2 separate regions of the Mus musculus genome follow, and region 1 is linked to region 2. A link is a contact called in public HiChIP or PLAC-seq data. All regions are on one chromosome and are shown on one strand. Each heading gives the region's core, a stretch centred on a gene start, on an enhancer-like site or on the middle of the called end of the contact. The rest is flanking DNA. Distances are from core to core; before and after follow the strand shown.

What was found. HiChIP or PLAC-seq counts read pairs in DNA pulled down with a chosen protein or histone mark.
Region 1: an H3K27ac HiChIP or PLAC-seq map of embryonic stem cells shows a contact between it and region 2, with 6 read pairs. The contact joins two enhancer-like sites. A contact is called at or near these places in 1 of 15 datasets of contacts at CTCF or cohesin (embryonic stem cells), 11 of 484 Hi-C or Micro-C datasets (Sertoli cells, embryonic stem cells, extraembryonic ectoderm and 5 more), 6 of 115 datasets of contacts at active chromatin or transcription factors (embryonic stem cells, extraembryonic endoderm stem cells, heart atrium and 2 more) and 4 of 9 other capture datasets (adipose tissue, embryonic stem cells, liver and 1 more).

What each region holds. Positions count from the first base shown.
Region 1 is chr8:33,775,022-33,782,341 of GRCm38.p6, forward strand. It overlaps Gtf2e2 (general transcription factor II E, polypeptide 2 (beta subunit)), which reads left to right. Exons shown (of 8, transcript NM_026584.3): 7 at 923-1,038; 8 at 1,432-2,152. The coding sequence ends at 1,548. Among named protein-coding and RNA genes, the nearest start is that of Smim18, 31 kb to the left of the region's middle. Within about 2 kb of position 3,785, at least 12 of the 459 cell types and tissues checked have an H3K27ac peak or open chromatin away from gene starts, as enhancers often do. A contact at or near this core is called in embryonic stem cells, where this site is marked.
Region 2 is chr8:33,883,894-33,891,575 of GRCm38.p6, forward strand. All of the region lies in intron 1 of Rbpms (RNA binding protein gene with multiple splicing), which reads right to left. Among named protein-coding and RNA genes, the nearest start is that of Gm51528, 36 kb to the right of the region's middle. Within about 2 kb of position 1,943, at least 64 of the 459 cell types and tissues checked have an H3K27ac peak or open chromatin away from gene starts, as enhancers often do. A contact at or near this core is called in embryonic stem cells, where this site is marked.

The sequences.
Region 1 (7,320 bases), core at 2,535-5,034, 110 kb before region 2:
TGGGAACCAAGTCATGTCTCCTTGAAGAACAGCCACTGAGCCGTCACGTAGCTTGCATGGTAGTGGAGTGGCAAGGAGGGGAGGTGTGTGCTGGTGTAGGGTTGGCAATAGTCAGGCCTGCAACCTCCTCGGCTATGGTGAACAAGAAGCCTAGCGCAGCATTAGGGGCTTTGCCATTCTCAGTCCCCAGAGCACACTGTAAGGCTTTGCTGTCGTCACAGGTGGGCTGTGTGTGGGAAGGGCTTCAAGGCTCTTAGTGAGCCTGCTCAGTACAGCTAGCTGCCTTTAGGAGCAGAATTTAAAGCATAAACGATTATTATTTTATACATGTCTAGTATAAGAATGGGATACGTGGCTAGACACCTACCTTTTTCCTTTGTTCATAATAGGGAGTGTTCTCAACCTACCCTCCTCCTCCTCTCCTTCCTCTTCCTCATTGTTGTTGTTGGAATGGAAGTGTTAACTGCTTCTCTTCCCTTTGAAGGTGGGAGAAGCTTCAGTCACACAGCCTTCTTCTAACTAAATCATAAAAAGCAGAGCACACTGGTGGCCCTGTCACTGCTGCCTTCCAGGTCACACAGCCTCCAGCACTTGACATACTTTTGCCGTTTTCTCTTTCTCTTGTGTCCGTGTCTCTGTTTCACTCTTTCCTTCTTTCTTTGTTGAGACCGTGTCTCACTATGTATCCTCATTGTTTGCCTGGAACTTGCTGTTAGGCAGGGCTGGCCTTGAACTTGTGGAGGTCTGCCTACTTTGCCTCCTGAGTGCCTGCCAGGGTTTAAGGTATTTCTTTGTTTTCTTAGTTAAATCTAAGATGTACTAATTTAGGCCCAGGACAGATACTATTCAAGGTGAATTTTGATCACCAAAAATGCTGTGGTTTATACAAATTTATGGTAAAATAATTACTGTCTTGGTACAGAATTCCAGAAACTGTGGAGGAGTGTCACTGTGGATTCAATGGATGAGGAGAAAATTGAAGAGTATCTGAAGCGACAGGGTATTTCTTCCATGCAGGAATCTGGACCAAAGAAAGTGGTATGTATTCTTTAGAAAAGCAGTTTAGTCGCTTCTTCTGAACGGTTAGCTGCTCCTCATCCTGCTGTCCAAGAGTGAGGGAGGGATTCCCTCTGATGGAGACAGCACAGAAATTCATCGCCTCTCATTTTACTGACTTAATGCCCAGGAGAGTTGTGTTTTGCTTTTGTGCCTGCCTGCTCTTTTCCAATGGAGGTTTATAAAGCCTTGTGGTATCAGAAGGCACAGCTCTAGATGGAGGCTGGGTGTACTGTGAATGGGGTGTTTGAGGTCGGACCTCCAAGCAAGAACCAGGAAAGGCTCAGAACCCTGTGCTTTGAGCTTGTTGAGTAAATCTTAACCTTCTGTCCCCTAGGGTCACTTGTGTTTAACTGTCTTTACCTTGTCCTGCAGGCCTCTATTCAGAGAAGGAAAAAGCCTGCTTCACAGAAAAAGCGACGGTTTAAGACTCACAATGAACACTTGGCTGGAGTGCTGAAGGATTACTCGGACATTACCCCGGGCAAATAGGGAACACTTTTATTCCTAAACACAGTTACAGACACGCAGTCGAGATCTTTCTTGATGCTTGGGATCTCAAGACTGTCTGCCTTCCTGCCTGCTCCTCAGGCCTGAGAGAGGAGCTGCTCAGTTTACAGAACAGGAGCGGGTTACCAGACTCATTCTTTTCATCCAGCAGGCTAGTGGGAAGGAATGGGTGTTCCTGTTTAACTTTCTGGGTTTGTTTGTTTTATTTTATTAGAAAGACACTTATATGACACTCAGGTGTCTGCTATTTATCTTGATTTCTAAATGGTTCTGGATTCCATGTTTTCTCTATTCGTTTAGAAGAAGTTGGAGGATGGTGCTGAATGCAGTTTTGTTTATTCCAAGAAAAAATATTTATAATAAAATCATTTGTAGGAAGATGTTTAAGAAGTTAGGAAATTCAGTTTGTCTCTTACTTCTTGAAAATGGCAGGGAGCAGCTGCAGCCCCTGACTTGTCTGGGGGGATGTTTAGGATATGACAGAGGTTAGAGTCAGTACTGTTGGCGTAAGGATTTCATCTTTGGAACACAGGGTATGCCTCTGGTTAATAAGCTAAGCAATAAAATTACACGAAATATAAATGTTAATGCTTTGTTTTAAAAAGCTAAGCCAGCATTTACTAAGTTGGATTCATGATTTGCTACCACCCTGAACATGGATAGGGAAACTCCTTGCCAACCTGAACATCAGCTTCACCATATCCTGGCTCTCCCCTGAGAGCTGGCGTGGCGGACTCTGGTGAGGGCCCTCTGTCACCTGTTAACAGTCCGTGCAGTTCCAGTCAGAGCCATTACCAAGATGGTGAAGTTGGAGGGTTCCCTCTGATGTGTGCCACGCTCCTGAGGGGAGTCACAAGTCTCGTCTTACATATTAAGTGATGTTGGAATACAGAAACCAGGTTTGGCGTCCTCAGGAAAGGTGGGGCTCTGGGCCTCTGGGGAGTGTTCTGGTACTTCACATCTTCCTCACCTCCAGCTCTAAAATACGGTCTAAGCAGACGTCAGTCTGGGTTCCCGTAGTCAGAAGGTAAGAAATTTACCCCCTTGCCTGGTGTCTGAAGGCTTTTGCTGGTAAGGATTTATAATAGTTATGGCATCAAATTAGCTTTCCCCATAAAGCTAGAACTCACTTATCTCCCAGCAGGTACCTCCATTTGCAACCATGTTCTCCAAGCTAAGTTATGGCCCAGGTCTGAAAGTGCAAGTCTGTCTGTCTTACTGCTTTGTCTGGCTTTATAAGGAGGCAGACTTGAGGCCTGCTCAGATACATGCCTTACCACCAGGTCTGTGTCCCAGTGATTTCTAGCTCAGTCTGTCTCGTCCTTAGGGACTGGCCTGATAATTGATTCTAATTTTTTATCTCCACAGAAATGAAGAAACTAAATCTAGCAAAACAAAGTTTGTTCACTAGTTGGCAAACTTGCAAATTCTCTGATTTGGTTTCACTCACTTGCATTGTCTTGCAAACAGTTCCCTTTGTTATTCTCTCTGCTGAAGTACTAGACTATATCCCTGGGTGGTGTGTAGGGAGTAGGTGGTTGTGTTCAGTGACCATAATAAAAAAGAAAGGATTCTGGCAGCAGCTCTTCTGGGTGACTAAAGACAATTTCAAGTTGAAGTCTTGGTCTCACCTCTGCCAGTTTGTGTCAGATCTGCTGCCATTTAGAAGCAGGTGGGAATGGGCATGGTTGGGAGAGTTAAAAGGCATCTGATCTATAATTCATCACAATCACAAGAGGCTTTTAGGGCTAGCTAAGAGAGATGTAGTGGAACTTAGATAAAGTATAAAAAAAATGACCATTTGGCTGCTGCTGTCACAGCCTGTAAATATGGTCAGATGATGGGTGGACCCAGGGGATGGAGAAACACTCAAGACTAGTTGATGTGAGTGCTGGGGAAAGCCGATGGAGGGACTTTGGTCCCGCTTCTTCTAGGGAGTGTGTGGATGCAGTCCTGGATTCCTCTCCTGAGCCTTTGTTTGCAGTCACTAGAGTGGAAGAAGCTTGCTCTGAAGGTAGGCACTCATGTGGGACAAATACATCTGGATTGTGAATTTCCCAGTCCTTATAATGGCAATCATACCAGGCATAGAAGGTGAAACTCAGTGCCCCTTTTTTTTCTAGTACCGCTTTTTTTTACTTTGGTTCATTTTGGGGAAGTTTGGGGTTTTTCTCAGGTTTCACTGACTGCTGTTTGCTAGCTGAGACTAGTTCTGTGCCTGGGAAGCAGTGACGCCCTCTTGTCTGTCTCACTGTTGTCTGTGCAGCTGCATGTGCTGCACGTGGGACAGGTCGTCGCTTCCCAGACGGGACAGGGTCTGACTTTGCCCCTCTTGTGGTTCTAGAGTAGAAGCACACTTTCCTTCATGAAGGGTTTTCCACTAGAAATAAATAGGAATGGCTAGTCCTTGGCCATAACACCTTAAACATGTCTTGTCTTGGAAGCTGAGTGTGATCTGGCACAGTTAATACATGTATAGGAGGAACACGTGCCTCCTTAGCAGACTGACAGGCCCTCTGGAAGTTGGTTAGCACATTCCTGTGACCTTGTGACATTTCACCTGACCAGGACACTGCATACACGTGGCTCTGGGTAAGTACCTAGGACCTACACAACAGCCAGCTCTAGAAATATCAAAAACTGCTTTATTTTTGCACTTGACTAATACTGTAGGACACTGAACATGTTTGGCAGTCCTTACATTGAAATCCTCTGTTGTAGTTTCAGGAGAAAACTGCTCCTTTGTCCATGTAAATATTTTAATTTGAACATTATCTCAAAGGGCATTTAGGCCTGTTTTTGCTCAAAAGACACCTTGGGTGAAATTTAAGCATTTGACCTAATCATTTCTCACTGGGGATAGGGCTGGGGAAGGCCTGGCTTTGTAGTTCATTTCTGCATCCTATCTCAGCTCCATGAACGCCAGGGTCACAAGAATGTGTTGCTGTACCCAACTTCTAATCTGCATCACATCAGTGAGGCATGCATGTGAGCAGTTGAGACAAAGGCTACACTATTGGGTTATTTAAAGTTCTCTCTTAACAAAACAAAACATGCATTGCCTACATGTATGTCTGTGTGAGGGTGTCAGATCTTGGAGTTACGAATAGTTGTAAGCTGCCATGTGGGTGGTGGGATTTGAACCTGGATCCCCTTAAGCACCAAGCCGACTCTCCAGCCCCTCATTTTGTTTTTTTTTTTCCCAGACAGGGTTTCTCTCTGTAGCCCTGGCTGGTTTGGAACTCCCTCTGTAGACCAAACTGGCCTCAAATTCAGGTCTGCCTGCCTCAGGTGCTGGGGTTGGGTTAAAGGGATGCACCACCACCCAGACTTTACTGGGGCTTCTTCTGGTCAGGTTATGTTAAGAGTTTGTGAGAAGACTTTCCACCGCCCCCAATAAAGGTACAGCAGTAAAGGAGAGCTTGTGGGTATCACTGGGCTACAAAGGAGGACAGTATGAAACCGTTCTTGCAGGATGGCTTTTGAAACCTGGGCAGAGCAAGGCAGTTGATGGAGGGTTAGTATTGGTTCTGGTTGATAATTTGGATACTTCAATCAAAGTGCCAACTGCATATAGTTTGTTTAACACCAGTCATTAAAAGTTTTAAGGGGGGCTGGAGAAATGGCTCAGAGCACCAACTGCTCTTCCAAAGGTCCTGAGTTCAAATCCCAGCAACCACATGGTGGCTCACAACCATCCGTAACAAAATCTGATGCCCTCTTCCGGAGTGTCTGAAGCTACAGTGTACTTACATATAATCTTTTTTAAAAAAAGTTTTAAGCATTTTGAGTATTTCAGAGAATCAGTATTTAGAGATCATGTCACTAGTTAGTGAAATCCTCCCGTCTTCCAAAAATATCGTAAATTGTTTTGTCATTGAGAACATAGCCCTAGTTTAAAAGTTAAAGAAGGAAGAGAGCTAGTTTCACTGAGCAGTTAGCAGCTGTCTTGTCCCAGTGGCCAGGAGAATGGGGCACAGCTGTCTGCATTTCTAGCATGGAGCTTGTCTTGCCTGAGCTCTCAGCAGTCATCGGGCTTCGGTTACTTAGACACAAGAAGTCATGATTTTTGAAATTGAGAATTCAGGGTGCTGGCTGGCTTTCTCACTCTTGGACTCAGGCCTCCTGGGCTTATGAACCCTCACCACCATTGTCTGGTTAGTTCTGAAGGATGTTCATTGTGCCACATAACTAAGTATGCCACATGTTGGAATGGGGCAGTACTAGTTGCAAAGTTGTTCATGAAATGTGGGCAGACATGCAGGCACTGGGTCCGGTTAATCTGAAGTACAGATGTGATTTAACTAGAGGCGTTCTCATTTGGACACGTAAGACTCAATAGTCATGTCAGTTGTGATGCAGTTGTGGGGAGAGTCCATTTGGCTCAGTTACCATTCCTTTTAAGCCTATGTAAAGTGAGACCTTTTGAACCCTTTCCTAATCCCAAGTTAACTGGTTCCCAAAGACCCTGCATTCATTTCTGCTCAATAGTGAGAGCAGCTGTTGGTGCTTGTAGAGAAAGTTAGTGAAGTAGGTGTTAAGTGCTTGGTCAGTGGGTATGTATCTGACTGACCCTCAAGGCCTCTTGTGGAAAATGCATACAGATGTGACATGACAAGTTAAGATTGCTTGAGGTAGTGACCCTCCAGTGATTAGCCTGTGTGTGGTAGTCTCTGGTGTCTTAAGAGTTGGAGCCTCTAGACTAGTTAGGAACAGCTAACTTGAAGACAAAGCCACACAGATCAGTTTGTTCACACAGAACAGTCTTCGTTAATAATTCCAAGAGCTGGAGGGTGTTGGTGAAAGATACACTAGTTGTCTTTGTGAGTGCCAAATGACCAGAAAGCAGTGACTATGTCTTGGTTTTGGTGGCTAGTCTCTGAAAAAAATATCAGAGCCTAAGACTGCAAATTATCAGTGTTTAAGACTGCAAGTCACCAGTGACTACTGAACATTTAAGAGGTGAGCGTCGGGCTGGAGATGGAACTCAGGTACTTGCCTAGCAGACTCCTAAAACCCTGCATGCCAATCCTGGGAATCCTGCACTGGGAGGTGAGGCAAGGAGCACCAAAAGCTCTGGGGATCCATAAGACCTGGGGTGGAGTAAAGGGTAACTGAGAGTATGTAGAATACTATCATCTTGGCTAGATCAGCAGCCACGTTTTTTCTAGATGTGATGTGGGTGGTCTAAGAGGATATTATACCCATGGACCTCAAGTTACTGCTGGGAGTCACTAGATCTAGGTACTGGGAACCTCACTCCAGTCCTCTACTAACTTCTGAGTCATCTGCGTCGTGTGTGCGCCCCCCCCCCCCCCCGCAACAAACAGGGTCTCAGTGTTTGGTTCTGGCTGTCCTGAAACTCACTATGTAGACCAGGCTGGCCTCAGTCTCCTGGGATTTAAGGTGTATGCACCTGTGCTTGGAAGAACCATAACAATTTTGACTTCAAACTGTAAAGGTCCATAATTTGCCAAAGAATGACACCCTGGACTCAAATAGTAAGCAAAGAGTACTTTATTCTGTACAAGTTCAGAATGCTGGGGTGTATGTACCATGTACCAAGGTGGATGTACCCCAGTGAGCTTGCAGGCCTGATTTAAAGTATATTAGGGGAATTCGGGGTGAGTGTGTGTCTGTCGGGGGGTGGGGTGGGAAGGAGGTGACCTCTATCTTAATCTGTTGGCTCTATCGCTAGGGACGTTCCAGAACCATTTCTGAGGTGTCTGGGCTAGAAACTGTTGCTGATCCATT
Region 2 (7,682 bases), core at 693-3,192:
AAAATGGCCATGGCAACTGAGGGGCCTAAGAGGACAACTATCTGTTGAAGACAGCAGGGCATCGCAATAGGAATTCCAACATGCCATCAACAAGCTCAGAGGAAGTTGGTCACGAGAGACAATGCCTTTCAAGCAAATCAGAACCTCAGTATGCTGTCCTCTGTCTCTGCTTTCTGTCCACAGCGGTGTGAAGAAGTGCTCTCTTGTGAGCATGATACTCTACCACGCTCAATCTGGTAACTCACTGGGTAGCTCAACCTATAATCCCAGCACGAGGGAGGTGGAGACAGAGGACCAGGATCCAGGAGTTCAAGCATCTACTGCCATACGGCAAATGTAATGTAGCCTAAACTACAGGAAGGGGACTGTACCTCCAGAGGACTGGGCGATGGCTCAATTGGCAATATATCTGATCTGTAACCCTGAGTTTGGTCCCTAAGCATTCCCATAAAAGCCCGGCAGGGTAACAGCACCTGTAAGCCTAGTGCTGCGGAATGACTTATAATCCACATTATTTCAGTTTTCTGCTGCCGTGCCCAAGGTCAACCATATATACATATGCACACCGCTTTAGAATACTATAACTGTCATCTCAACACTTAGTCCATAGTGTGTGACAAATGAAAACTAATCAACTTGTATTAAACCTTAATAAAATAGAGGACTTGTAATATGGCTTCAGTAGATAAGGGTGCTTGCTACCAAGTTCCACCACCTGAGTGTAAACCTTGAGACCCGCATGATAAAAGAACAGACTTCTGACCTCCACATAAACATCTTCAATTCTTGATCTTGCTTCCATTTTCTTGAGAAGATTTGTATATCCAGAAGCAAGACAACAGGGTCACAACGTAATCGTTTCTGGGTTTTTCTGTTTTTCTTTTTGAAGCAGGGACATAACCTTTTTCCTTACAGTCCCATCAACAGCACATAAAAGTTCCTGAGGTTTTATTAACATTCCAACGCTTCCTTAAGAAAATCAATGAGCATAGTTGCTAGTGTTTGACATTCATAATGATCAAGCAACCTCAGAGGACCTGGGGGTACAAATGGGAGGTGTGAGAAGCCAACAAAATAGAGTTTAAATTTCTCCCAGCCTCTGTGGCCACGAAAAGTGCGGATAGATCCCAAACCTGGCATAGCTGGGGGGGGGGGGGGAGCACAAGTTCGGGAAGACAGGCTGTGGACAACAGATTATTCATGTCACAAGAGTTTACACATAACAGGTGTAGAAGTGCTGGGACGTTCCTTGCCCATTAATGGAAATGCGCCAGAGACTAAAGTCAAGAAGACAGATAAGGTGGTATCTTCGGTGATTCACACACACCCCTCCCTGCTGCTCCCTTTCTTTGTTTCATTTTCCTCCTCTTAACTCTGAAAGATAAACCCTCCAGAAAATTAAGAAAAAAAAATGTCCTGAAAGTTTTAGTGTCGTCAGCATTTCTCGCTCATGAGGTAAGTCTCTTAATACTAAAAGTTAGTTTGATAATCTGGTTCCTCTTGACAACATACTTTTACAGGATCTGGTAGAACGGGCACATAAAGAGGCCACAGATGTGTCCCGGGCTTACGTATACCACATTCTCTCTGCTCCTGCGGGCAATATTAAGCTACGGAATGAAAGACACATCTGGCTTTCTTGCTAGTAAGACCAGAAAGGTAGAGAGTAGCTCTGAGCCTCACTCTGGGGTTCATTTCCTCGGCTACCTCTCACTCATCCCGGGCATTTCCAGAGCGTGGGTCTGTCTGTGGCGCTTCATCCTGTTTCTGTAAATCCGCAGCCTTTCCCATTACATCCCCACCCCGAGTCAGATGGAAGGCTTTCCTGTTTGGCCACAGTGTGGTCTGTCCTCCCGGGACCCTCTTCTCAGCCATAGTCTTTCTCTGGCCCAGGGATGCATGGTGTGGGGCCTTCAGCGGAGACCGGAAGCGGAAGCAGGGGACAGCAGCTACACTTCCGGCCATAGCCTCAGAGGCAGCCATTGCTGCATGCCCAGCCAGCACCACCACACATGATGCTAAAGTGCCTGTACCGGCTCTAACTTCTCCCGCGGGTTAGCAGAGAGCCACAGGCACAGGTGGCTGTGTCTGCACGAGCAGGGCAGGTCTCCATGTGGGCACCATGCTGCCTGTCACTAACTTCACTCCACAGACAGGAAAGTCCAGTGCTCATATTCCTTAAACGCACTTGAGCACATTTCTCTGGACAAGTTCCTTACAGACCCGAGGTGCTGGCATTTGGAGCTACTAGTGCCTCCCTTAGCCCCTGGAATAGTGACTACCATCAACTTCCTGGCTCTACTTAAGTGTGTTTTCCTGGACTACACAGGAAGGATATGAGAGAAAAATGCACATATGCTGTACGTATCTGATAAAGGTTATGGGGAACATCGTAAAATTTGGAAAGAAAATAGAACAAAACAAGCATTTGGCTCGTACCTTCACTGGCCATATTATTTTTAGAAACATGTTTGTTTTCTGGTCTTTTTACCAAAAGCCAGGAGACAATTTGTCAGCAAGAAAAGGGAAAGACAAGAATGAATAATGATAAATAGCTAAAATTATACTCTAAGACAAAATTGTGTAACAGATAAATCAACTCCTATGTTTAAAAAAAAAAAGTTCTTGAGAGAAAAAGGAAAAAAAAAAGGACTGAAACAGCTGAATACAAAACTCATCTTAAGTTTGTTTTTCTGAATGTCAGCCTGATAAAATCAATTTTAATGTTTCAACCTATAATCCGGACAACTCCAGGTCAAATTGCTACACATACCATGGCAAGGGAGTACAAACATTTACAGGCTCATTATTCATTCTGTTAATTTTATGACGCACCCATATGCATGGGCCTCTGTTGGGAAAAAAAAAACAAAGCCAGTTCTATGAATTCAACATAGTGAATTATAAAAGAAAACACAAGCAAACTATGTGGAAGCCTGCCACAGCATCAGTAAGCTATGCCCCCCACAAACCCCCAGCCTCAAACAAGCACTGAAACAGGACATGGCTGAGAGCACTAATGTGGACTTTCGTGTTAAAGAACCACAGTGGGTACCAACTTGCCCTATTTAAAAGAACTGGATGTGTTGGGGTGTGGGGGTCCATCTTAGGGAAACTGGAACCCCAATGAAGAAGAGTAATCAGGTTAATAAAGGATCTGAAAACTACGACACAGAAATTGTTGGGGGACCAGTGACGTGACTATTGCCAGGTAAAGGTGCTTGCCGCCAAGTCTGATGGACAGCCTGAGTCTGATCCCTGAAACCACGTGTCCGAAAAGAAAGCACAACTCCTACAAGATTCACATATATAAGGTGTCACCTAGAGGGGACTAACACTAGCTTATCGACTCCCAAGGCCAGATGGACGGGACATGTCTTCTTTGGAAGTATTTCAAGACCCTTTTATTTTCTTTCCGTTTATCCTAGTAGAGATTATAAATTGCTTGAGGCCAGTGATGTTGTCCTTCCCCTAAACCAAGAAAACCTTTAGTTTTAGCTAATAGGTATATAGACTTCTACAAACTCACCAACAAAAGGAAAAACACCAAGAAAAAAAAAGGAGAATTAAACAACAAATATGAGCTAATTAGGACTTTTAGAAATAGAGCAGATACAACAACTGACTGATTTTTTTGTTCCTAGGGAGAACAAAAGATCACTAACTTCCTTTGCCCTCACACACAGCCCTTGATATGTTTATCTTATGTTCTACTATTACTGGGCTTAATTAACATCACAGCACTTCAGAGTATGAAGAGTGTTGTCACTCTCCACTGCTACTAACTTCTTCATTTTAAAATACAGACAAAACGTAGGCTTAAAAACCGCATAAACACCATAGCCCTAGTTTTGGCCTGCAATTCATGATTTATTCAATCATTATAAGAGATAACTTCAATAAAGACAGAACCTGGATCTCAAGCCATGGAGTGTAGTCGCTATGTCTGAAGTTACCATTTCATCAGTTTCTACCACATCCTAGAGAACTGATCAGATCCTGTACATAATATGTGTATATGTCTAGACAGACAGACAGACAGACAGACAGACAGATACACATTCATCCCTGATGATCCTGACATCGTAACTGTCCCCATTTAACAGCTAAGGTAAATGAGGCTCAGTGCCCAGAGCCAATCCCTTGGAGTGTGGCTTTAAATCTAGGCTCTGTGACTCTAAAACCCTTTGTTTTCTTTACTGGACTGGACCATTTTAAGCATTGTTCTTCTGAACTGCCCCAGGACTCTAAGACCACATTTCCCAAGTGTTTGAAGAGGTCCCAAGGAGGGAAAGCATGCTTCACTGCTAAGAGCCAAGGGCTTCAGGCCCTTCTCGAACTGGTTCCAAACAATCAGCGCACACAGAACAAAGAGCTATTCTTAGATTTGTATCGGCAAATCTTAGTAAGTCTTATGGAATTAGTTTTTCATAAATTATTACCCTTAAAAGCCACAGGACAATGTTCAGGTGAGTAACATAAATTATTCCTAATTTGGTATAAATACTCTAGAAAGATAAACCCACAAAAAAACAGGATATTTTAAGTCAAAATACAAAAATCTCTATTTGTCACATAATTAAGTGGCTATTGAAAGATAATTTTTTTTTTCAACATTCTGTTAAGTCATCTTAAATTAGGCCCGGGAACGAAATGGAATCCCTTTTAGTAATGACTTGTTTTCTTTGAAAGTTCATGTTTGGGTCAGCCAAGTTTTAACAGTAAAATTATATTGCTGTGTTGTCAAGTGGGGAGGGGGAGCCGCTTTATCTCAACCAACTGCAGGATGCCGTATCTATCAGGCTTGTACTTAAAGGAGGGGTCTAGTCCTAAGCAAAAGGCATCATTGTTAGAGAAAAGACTTGCCCAGGGTTTTTACTCAAGAGTCCACATATAAGACTCAAGGAGAAGTTAGCTCTAGAAAGGGATGTTTCCAGAGCTGGAGGTTTTCTAGGGCCAATGAAATAGCTAAGTTAAAAGATTTTCCTTTTGCTATCTTATGCTTTTAGTGAGGCAGCAAAATGTGTGGGAATGTCTCCCCCCTAATCATTTTGGGCTTGAGACAGTCTTGCCATTCAGCCCAAGCTAGCTTCTAACTCTGCCCCAGGCTCCCAACTGCAGAGATTCCAGGTGTGTCCTACAGCCTAATACAGCCACCCTTGAGGCCACCACGACAAAGAGAAGACATCCATTCCATGCAAGGAAAGACTTTAAGTCCTTAAGGAACCGTGGGCTCTTCAGTGACCACTCTTAGCAACCAGAGCACAACATAAACAAGACCTTACAAGGCCAGCTTTTCTACAGTGTGCCATCTAATGGGAGACTTAGACGCAGCTTATCACAGGCCGAGGTGAAAGGTTACATTCTGGGCTGTAGTCAGTTTATTTAAACTGTAGAATTACTTCAAGCTAAAGAAGAGCAATTGGGAGCAGACCATTGGAAGCTGAGTTGTCCCTCTTCCCTCGGTGAAAACCATGTGCCAAGCAGTAAAACCAAGGGTCAGGGGCTCGCTCTCCTCCACCGAAACACAGTCATCTGGAGCCGAGAACAAACCAAAGCTCAATTCCCATCCACCCCGCCCGCCACAGCTATCACATGTACGTACTGATTGAGACTTTTAAAGTGCAAGATCTAAAAGTACTGTAATATGCTTAAAAAATAAATAAATAACACAAAGGACTTATCCTGCCACAGCGGATTGAACGCATACTCTACCATTGACACACAGCACCTCTTTCCATTGCCCCTGCCAGAAAGGAAAAAGGTCGCCTTCATCTTTACACTTCAGCAGTTTACACAGCATCCTAACAGGAGATACATCTTTAAAAGTAACTGAATTCTAAGATGCTCTTTTAGCCGCCCTTAAGCAAGCATCCACGAGGAAGCACAGTGATGGCCTTTAGGAGAAACCACTAAACGCGGTTCACGTACACCTGTATGAAATAAAGGGGCGTCTTTACATTTAACAGCTGAGGCCAGCCACTAGGAGCGATGATGCTCTTCACATGGCATTGAAGGATCTCCACTATTGCAGTTTTTGTTCTCGGATGTACTTCGTACAGTACTTTAGGGAAGAGGTCAACGTTACTGAGTAACTCACTAGAGACGGGTTTCTTTACAAGAGTTCAAAACTGTTCCAAAATACATTTTCCTGCCGTGCACAATTAAGCCCCTGCACTCCCCGTGGAGGTACCGTTCCCACATTATAGGAAAGCACCAGGACTTGTTACCAGAGGCAGTAAGGTGACTGTTTTCATCACACTGCCTGCCATCTTACAACATCTCAGAATTATTTTTTTTTAGATTTGCCAACTTGTACTCTGTGTACAACGATAATCAAAAGTATGTTTTATTTTTTCCCAGCATGGGAGCAGGGGTTGTTCACATCCAGGCTTGGTATGCGCTAAGAAGTGTTCTATTGATAAGCGACAAACCTCCCTTTTTGCTTAAGATAGGAGTCTCATTATAGCGACCCCCGGCTACTGGGCTCAACCAATCCACAAGACTAGGCTCTGAACATCCACCAACTTGGATTCCCTTACTAAATGACAGTTACTGCAGCTTAGGTATTTAATTATTAAATTACTATTATTTAATTTCTTCTCTCCCTCCATCACATTAATCCTAGCACTCTAATCCCAGCACTTGGGAGGCAGAGGCAGGCGGATTTCTGAGTTCAATTGAAGCCAGCCTAGTCTACAGAGTGAGTTCCACAACAGAGAAACCTTGTCTCAAAAAACCTAGCACTAACATCACAAAAAGGTAGACATTCTGAAAACAAAGGACCATGGCAAATGTGCATGTCTATTTGAACATGGACTCTGGAGATAATGGAGCCACAAAGTGGAACACATGCAGCCACCAGCAATCCAAAGAACAAAGGAGACAGCTCGACTGCCAGGAACATTTCAGACCTGCTGTAATGGGGTGAATGTTGATACAAACACAAGATGAATGACTGGGTATATTTATATTCTACTGCAAAAACTCTGGGCTGGGTGTCGTTCAACCACTGGGTGGTTAAGGACTCTGACACTGTCAGTATCTTAACTGTTCCGCCATTTTATTTTATTTTATTTTATTTTTAATAAGGTGAAAATACCTTTCAGGAGGTTAATTTAGGCAGCACTAGAAAATACTACAAAAGAGAGCCTCCTAGACACAAGCTATGTCTAAATATAGGGTCTCCCAAACAGAATGAGGAAGTCCGTGCCATTGCCCCACCACTGCCCTTCTCAGATCCTCTGCCACCCATCCATCCATCCACCCGCAGGACCAGCCTGTCACCACTGACAGACACAGCCCTGACCTGGTGTTATCATCCCAGCTGCAGGGCCCTCGGCTTCTTTATCTGCAGAGGGAAAGAAGGCTACTGAATAGGTTTGGTTCTCCAGTTCTAAGACAGGATTAGCATTATGACTTTCATGGGATATTTGTGGCCTACAGACAAAAATGACAAAGGAAAAGCCGTACACTTGATAGTTTTGGAAAATCACTTGACTTGCTCTAAAAGAAGGAGACAAACGTCCTTCGTGTGACAAAGGTAGAAGGTAGCCTCCCCACACTCTCACCTCCAAAGCTTGTTAGGGCTAATCAAAAAGAAAGTTTGTCTCAACAAGGTTTTTAAATACAGTAAATTGTAAGGTAGTGTACAAAGCAGGCAGACAGACAAACAGACACAC